Linked DNA regions of Mus musculus: region 1 is linked to region 2. The links are chromatin contacts, called in public promoter capture Hi-C maps. All regions are on one chromosome and are shown on one strand. The core of a region is the stretch at or near the end of the contact, and the rest is flanking DNA. Distances in the headings are between cores, read along the strand shown.

Region 1 (3,987 bases), core at 804-3,303, 380 kb after region 2:
TGCAACTGTCTATACCTCCTGTTCCAGGGGATCTCGGACCTTCTGCAAGACTGGCCCAGTACCAAGCATACAAGTGATGCACATACATACAGGTAGGCAAACCCTCATTCACAGAAAGGTTTAAAACATATACTTAAAAAGGAATTGCTAAATTCAGATGACAATGGCCTTATTTCTAAGTAAAAATAAATTAGATATGGTTCTGAGAAACGGGCTTTCACCATTTCCTAGGGATATTTGTAGACAGAAAATACATTAAAAAATATTTTACATTAGAAAAATTCTAAAACTTTCAAAAAATTTTCAGGGAGATCCCACTGCTCTCAAATGAGATGGCCAGTGAGATTTTGAAAGTATTTAGCAAACAGCACAGCCACACTCTTAAGTAAATAGCCAATAACAATATTGATATTTTTGCGTGTTTAGATGGCAAGCAGGCCAATATTCTAGAATACTATTGGGTGACCTATACTTATACAAATTCAAAGATTTGGAGAAGCTGGCACACATCTTTAATCCAGGAATTTGGGAGGCAGAGGCAGGTGGAACTCTGAGCTCAAGACCAGTCTGAAGTCTATAAATCTAGTTCCAGGACACCTAGGCTTACACAGAGAAACCTTGTCTTCAAAAACCAAAAAAGGAAATAAAGGAAGAAAGAAAGAAAAAAGAAAAATTAAAGTTTACTATAGTAGAAATAGAAGTCAGTTTTGCTTTGGGTGAGGAAAGATGTACAAGATTTGTACTAGTTTAATAAAGGGCATTAATAAATCACAAATAATTTTATTACTTTGTTTTCCAAAGAAACACAGTCTGGGGTTTTGCTTTGTTTTGTTTTGGACAATAGCAATCTTTCTTAAGCATAATTTATTGGGGCACACCTATAATCCTATCGATTATAACTGAAGCAAGATTAGGATTACAAGGTTTTCCGTGCTACATATTCAAGCAAGTCCAACGTTGAGCACTGGGCTACTTTTGAGTCCTTATCTATAAATAAATAAAATAAAGGAGGCTGTCTTAACAGTACAGAGGCTGGCAAGGCTGCTAAAGAATCCAACATATTTGTTACACATACTCTGGGAATGGTGTACAAAACCGGCAAGCCATATATGGTTAAAAGAAAACCACGTACGTCAGACATATTGACTCAAACTTGTCACAGCATGAAGCTAATTACAAAGGGCCAATGTTAGCACTTAAAAGGGTTCAAGATTGCCAAATTCCAAACCTTGCCCCCCCCCCCAAATAAACACACTAATCAAGTAATGTTCCTTATGAAAGCAATTTGCAGACTTAGGGAACACGCCTGGGGATTTTGCATTAACCAGTAGCACTATATAGTATCCAGAAAGCATGAATCTACAGATTTGCTGTAGGAGCTAACTTCCACACATTTTAGTTGACTGCCACCTTGAAGTCAGGTTGTTTCAAAGGCACATGCCTCTAGATTGTAAACTAACCTCACCTATATTTGAACACCTTAGGAGGATGTAGCACATATGCTCAGATACTGGAAAACATGATAGATGTTGGACCTGAGGTAGGTAAACAGCCGCTTTTTGGTGACAAAGGAGGGGGCTCTGAAAAGAGCCTTTTGTTATTAACAGGTAGGGGAATTACGCCCTCTCCCCGCGAATGCGACGGGCCAGCTGGATGTCCTTGGGCATGATGGTGACACGCTTGGCGTGGATGGCGCACAGGTTGGTGTCCTCAAACAGACCCACGAGGTAGGCCTCACAGGCCTCCTGCAGAGCCATGACAGCCGAGCTCTGGAAGCGCAGGTCGGTCTTGAAGTCCTGCGCGATCTCGCGCACCAGGCGCTGGAACGGCAGCTTGCGGATCAGCAGCTCGGTCGACTTCTGGTAGCGCCGGATCTCGCGCAGCGCCACGGTGCCGGGACGGTAGCGGTGAGGCTTCTTCACGCCGCCGGTGGCCGGGGCGCTCTTGCGGGCGGCCTTGGTGGCCAGCTGCTTGCGCGGGGCCTTGCCGCCGGTGGACTTGCGAGCGGTCTGCTTAGTACGAGCCATCTCAGTACACTAGAAAGTGAATAAAGTGGTGTTGAGATGGAAAAGCCCAAGTATATATATAACAAGCCACCCTTTTGGATTGGACAGTAAACTGCTGACATCATAGTTCCAGACAGGGGATTGGTCCGCGTTTAAACCGAGTAAGGAAAGGAAAAACGTTGCCTACATTTTATATTTAACGTACAAATTTCATCTTTTTACATAACAATTACTCTAGCAACTCCCAGAATTTATCATCTCGAGATAATGTTGGCTTTGGAGGTCAAAAGACCTCTTCGCTATTTATTTAAACAAGAGCACCGTTATTTGGGGGCAGAAATTTAATGGAAAGAAATCTGAAAGGAAAATTAACAAAAAAAAAAAAAAAAAAAAAGTTATTCCTGGAGTCATGAGCACTTCTTACACTTGATTTCGCTCAAAAACTGCTTGCAACACTTTTATGACCGGAAACTTTTAGAAGTTGCAATTGATACTGCCTTTCAGCGGTTGCGATTTTGGCGCGAAAAAAATTCAAAATCAGTGTATCTGCAACTTACTAGGGCTTTGAGATCCAGAAGGCTTTGAGATTCTGTTACTCTTCTACAGCAACACTGTAGGGGACAGGGGCATTCCCAGGTTGGCATTCATTATTTACAAGTTACAAAGTTACACCATTCAAGGTTAAAAGCGAACGCTGGGAATTCACAGATAGCAGCCCCACCCCACCGCCCAACACACACACACTATGTATACAGCTCTAGGAGACTAAGGCAGCCTTTGGAGTAACTCAGCAAGGGGTGATCTGATGATCCTGCTGAGCCAGGAAGACGATGGCAGGCTTGGTGATATTCAGCACATGACTTTTCGGGAGTGCTTGGTGCCGTTTTTTTTACCCAGGCCCTTTCCCCCACTTAATGTGGTCAAATTTGCCAGAAACAAAAGCAATAAGATCAGACAGTAAGCATGTTGTTTTATGAACAGGCTTTTTGCCTAATTGGGAATATCAGGCACAAGCAATATTTACTTGCTGTTTACCAGAGAACCTTACCAAGATTATCAGGAAAAAAGAACTGCTGAAGACGCTCATTTGAAAATAGCTCTATCCACCCCACATTCGGAGCTACCCACAGGTCATCCTTTACGAGTCAGGCGCCTAACCTGCCTTCACTCACAGCGTAGTCTTTGTGCTTGGTTGATGTACTCAGAGCCTAAGAGGGCTGAAGACAAATGTTTCTGACAATGTCAGATGTGCAAAGTGCTTTCTTTATAACAAAAGCTAAACAGCCTGCGAATTAGAATGGTAAAGGTGTATCAGTGTAGTTGAAGCTTAGATGTGCCCCTGAGCTCCCACACTTTGCCAAAATGGGTTGGTTTTTTTTTTCCATATGTAATTATTTGGGAAGGAGAGATTCAAACTCCATCTTTGTGCTGCTTCCCCCTGTGCTTTTCTCAGACTTGCCACATATCTGCTGAAAAGTGATTCCTGTTTTCTTCATTCCAAAATCATTCAAGAATCAGAGTTGTTGCTCCATTATTATTATTATTATTATTATTATTATTATTATTATTTGCAGAGGGAGGAGATAAAAAAAAAACTGGCTCCTGTCCTCTTTCTCTACCCATGGAAAACAACTGCACCCAGACATTCTCTCCATTACATTTACAAAAAAGAGGCACAATGCAGAGGCCAAAGATGACTTTATTGCTAGAAAACCCATTTTAAAGGCAACGGTGTTGCTTGGTTCTTGAGATTCTAGCTGTTTGGAAAGAATTACCAAACACCTTATACTATCTTCTAGAGCAAATGAGTTTTCTCCCATTCTTCTCTTGCAATGTCAGTGATATTTACCTTTAAAATGTGTCAACATTTTTGTTACTCTTGGAAGTAATGCCACCTTTAATTTTAATAGTTTTTGTAAGTATATTGTGAAGTGTCCAAGCTGTCTGTTAATGACTCCATTCTCCGGGGCTTGTAGGTTGT
Region 2 (4,275 bases), core at 607-3,106:
AAAGCTCCTACTTTATAGCACATTGCTGTACCTGCAGATGAAGGGATCTGTTGTCTTGGCCTCTAGTTAGCTGTAAAAAGAATGAAAGAAAGACAGGGGAAGGAGAGCAGGAAAAGGAAGGAAAAGGGAGGCTGGTAAGGACGGATGGGGGAAAGGCAGGAAAAGCATGACTGAAGAGGACTATAAGATTTATGGCTGAATGGTGGGCCTACTACTGCAGGTGAGATGGAGTTTCTCTCTGATTCACATTCAAATCTTTACTAATGTCATTTTAAATAGTAAACAAAACCTTATCTTCTTTCTTTCCTGAGTACAGGCCAAAGCATTTTGTTGGGATCAAGGAAGAAGAGTAGAGCTGAGGCTAGAAAAATGAACACTGATACATTCTTAATAACGGCTTCACACACTCACGTTTTGTCAGCTTGCCTATCTGGAGTCTCACCAGCTGGGCAGAGTACAAAGGTACAGGATCAGAAGACTGTTTACCAACACAGGCGTTTGCCAAATAAGTAAACCAAAGACAAGGGTTTTGTTTTTGTTTTTGTTTTTTGTTAAGTTACAAATAGAGAAAAGAATGCTTCAGGGATCCCTGTATACCCTCAGGAGGTTAAAGATCCAATTCCTTAAGAAAAAGAAGGAAGATGAAAGGACTTTCAAAGACCACAAGAGGCATCAACTCAATGACCATGGCAAACTGTGTATGGTCAATATTAGCTTTAAAAACCTGCAAAAAGAACAAAGGGTGTTAGTGGGAACTCAGGATCAGATCGACTTATCTCTAATCTATCGCCAATCTACCTATCATCACTTCTAACTATCAGCCGTCCGTGTGGTTCTCACACTGGAGAGGAATCTCGCTGAGGGTCAGAAAGCTGGCAGGTCGGCAGCAATGTCTGCTTACAACAGGGTCCTAATCCTTCGCGGTTAGACGCTCCTCCTGTTTCTCAAGCTCCTCCTCCCACCAAAAAAAAAAAAAAAAAAAAAAAAAGGCATCCCCAGGATTTTAAACCTCTGTGAGCCTGACCATTACAAGACACTACACAAACCACTTTTACTCTTTGCTGTGGGATAGGCTCTTTTCCAGAATGTTCTATTTTCCCTCCTAAAATACAGAAATCATTCATTATAAAGAGAACTGATAAATAGTACTAACATTCAAAAGACAACAGCCAGTACCAAGGCTGATCGATGAAGAGAAAGTGCTGTCCTAGTTAGGAAAAGCAACAGGAATAATAACAGCTATCTTTACACTGTGCAGATTACCCCGTGCCTGGTACTATTTTAAGCACCTTTGCACAAATGAAGCCATTTATTCCTCACAACAATCCAGTAAGTTAGGCGACATCATTATCCCCTAAAATAGCAAAACACAGAAAGGTTAAGGGACTGGGGGGAGAAGTCACAAAGGAGCTGAGGCCAGATTCGACCAAGCAACCCGATTCCAAAGTTCTGGCTCTCTTCCAGTACCCCAGAATAAAGACCTTGGAACTGACCTTGTCTCCAGGAAAAGCAAAACTGTGACGTCTCCCATTTTCAAAGCTTAAGTACAAGACCCGAGAATCCCATCGCCAAACGCCCTGAGACTGACCAGACACCCGGAACCGGCCTGAGGCGAGGCGCCCGAGGCCCTGTCGGGCGCTCGGCCCAAGTGGCCACCGAGTTTATCTTCTCGGCGCCACTAGGCCGCGGAGGAAGATGTTTTGTCCCACCCCCAACCCCCACAAGCAGCCGACCCCTGCGGGAGGACGGTAACAGGACGGGACCCAAACCCACCCGCGAACGCAGCACCTCGTAGCACCCCGCAGTCACAAAAGTGTCGAAAGTCCGACCCCGGGGGGCGGGGCACAGAGCACTTCCGGCTTCTCTAGGCACCAGCGACACTCTATGATCCCCCCCTTCTCCCTCCTCTTAGTGGTTGCTTCGTAAAAAGACTTTTAAAAAGAAATTCTTTTAGCTGAAGTAGCAATGCAACATTTTCTCTCCTCCCTTTACTTCCTCCAGTTTTTTCCGTCCTCTTGGTTGCCTCGTAAAAAGACTTTTAAAAAGAAAAAAATTTTAACTGAAGTAGAATTACATCACTTTCCTTCCTCCCCCTAGTCTTTTCTCCTACCCTCTCACTCTCAAGCTGATAGCCTCTTTTCTTTGTTATTGCTACATTCATGTGTGTTTGTGTATATGTATATATGTTGTATATATGTATGTGCATGAACAAGTATATATCTATATCTATACAGATATAGAGATATCTGTATCTATATATGTACATATTCCACTGGCTAAGTTTTTGTTTTTATATGTTATTTGTGTGCATATGATTTCAAGGTTTCAAGACTGCATTGGACAGCTAATAAGAGGGCTCATCTTAGGGAGAGACTAATTCTCCATTTCCCAGCAGTCAATAGTTGCCAGTAGTTCTTTGGTTTGGGGTGGCACCCTGTGAAATTTTACCCCCTTCCATTGATATTGATATTGTCTATTGATACTGCAATTGTTTCAGTCTTGTGTATGCAGCCATTTCTTGGAGGCTGTTTCACAGCTGACATCCTAGATTTCTTACAATTTTTTTTTTGCCTCCTCTTCCTCCATGTCCTCTGAGCCATAGATGCAGGAGACATGATGTGGATGTATCTGTTGGGGTTGGGACCACCATGATCTGTCAGTCTTTGTTCTGTATCCAATTGGGTTTTTAGTGATGGTCTCTATTCTTTATAAAGAAAAGCATCTTGGATCACAGGTGGTAGCTACATTATCCAGGAAAGATGACTCTAGCACCAAGAGACTTTCAAAATTTGTTTTTTCCAAGGACAACTAAGGGAAGATAGCAAAAGAATGAGCTCCTATATAGCCTTCCTGAAATCTCTGTGATGTCAAGAAAAAGGAAAATTATATGTTCTCTATCGTCATAAAGAAGCCCTAGGGAAATGCATAAGAAAATGTTTGTTTAGAAACTGCATGAAAAGGGAAAATAAAAGTGAGAGGAAATTAAACTATTAATTATAAATATATAACAGTATTTTTGTTTTTGTTTTTGTTTTTGTTTTCCGAGACAGGGTTTCTCTGTGTAGCTCTGGATGTCCTGGAACTCACTCTGTACACCAGGCTGGCCTCAAACTCAGAAATCTGCCTGCCTCTGCTTCCAGAGTGCTGGGATTAAAGTCATGCGCCACCACGCCCGGCAACATATAACAGTTTTCAGGACCATTCTGAATGCCCTTTATAGAAAAAGCCAAGATAATTTAATCTTCAACTTATAATTAGCAAATTTAGCAAAGCTACTAAAATTTCAAAATTGATATTGATAGTTACATTTTTATAACAAACACAAATAAGAAAACATCACCTTAAAAGATAATCATTACAGTAGCAAGAAAATATAAAAGAGACCTCAACAGAAACAGAAAGGCTTTATTTATTAAGGATAGATAGTTGAAAGCCAGAGAAATTGGCTCATTCCTATGATCCCAGCATGTGGGAAGCTGAGGAGGAAGAGCCACTTCAAGTTACAGCTCCAAGTTCCAGGCCAGCTTGGAGTTCTGGATTACAGGGTGAGAGCCATCCTCACAAAACAAAACAGCCCCACTCATGGTCATGCAAGTAAACACAATTAAACCCAGTGGTTCACACACACAAAGAGACATCATGTTGTGGTGATCCCAGCCACAGAATTATTCTCATTGCTACTTCATAGCTGTAACTTAGATGTTATGAATCATAATATAAATATGTGATATGTAGTATATCTGATATGTGAACTTGGTGAAAGAGGTCCCAAAGAGGTCATGACCCACAGGTTGAAAGCACTACTATAGACAGCATTGCTTCTATTTTTGTGTCATAAGTACGCGTGGTCTTATTTATCTATATGAAATCTAGGAACTACAAATGAAAGCATGCAATATTTGTCTTTCTGAATGTGAATTCATTTGCTTAGTACGATTATCACCAATTATATTCATCTCCTATAACTTTTGATATAACTTTTTCTTTACAGCTGAAAAATTCTATCTATCTATCTATCTATCTATCTATCACATTTTAAACCTATTTCTCTGTTGAATGGATGGCTAGTTTAGTCTAAGAACTTAGCTATTGTGAATAGTGATGTAATAAACATTGATATGTAATTATCACTGTGTTATGTTTACCTGGAGTCATTTGGATAATGTTCAGCAGTGGTATAACTGGATCATATGGTCCAGTTAATAAAGATTTTCTCTCATTCTAGGCTGTCTTTCTCCTCAATTATTTCCTTTGCTATACAGACACATTTTAATT

The links. Promoter capture Hi-C pulls out the DNA fragments that hold promoters and counts their contacts.
Region 1: a promoter capture Hi-C map of macrophages shows a contact between it and region 2, with 7 read pairs. The contact joins the promoter of H3c11 here to the promoter of Zkscan3 in region 2. A contact is called at or near these places in 12 of 39 promoter capture datasets (the 3T3-L1 cell line, cranial neural crest, embryonic stem cells and 7 more), 7 of 115 datasets of contacts at active chromatin or transcription factors (the 230-238 cell line, bone marrow-derived macrophages, embryonic stem cells and 2 more) and 2 of 9 other capture datasets (adipose tissue and liver).

Annotation. Positions count from the first base shown.
Region 1 is chr13:21,781,344-21,785,330 of GRCm38.p6, forward strand. It overlaps H3c11 (H3 clustered histone 11), which reads right to left and starts at 2,054. Exons shown (of 1, transcript NM_178207.2): 1 at 1,572-2,054. The coding sequence starts at 2,027. The coding sequence ends at 1,617.
Region 2 is chr13:21,400,899-21,405,173 of GRCm38.p6, forward strand. Zkscan3 (zinc finger with KRAB and SCAN domains 3) reads right to left here and starts at 1,857. Exons shown (of 6, transcript NM_001145778.2): 1 at 1,774-1,857.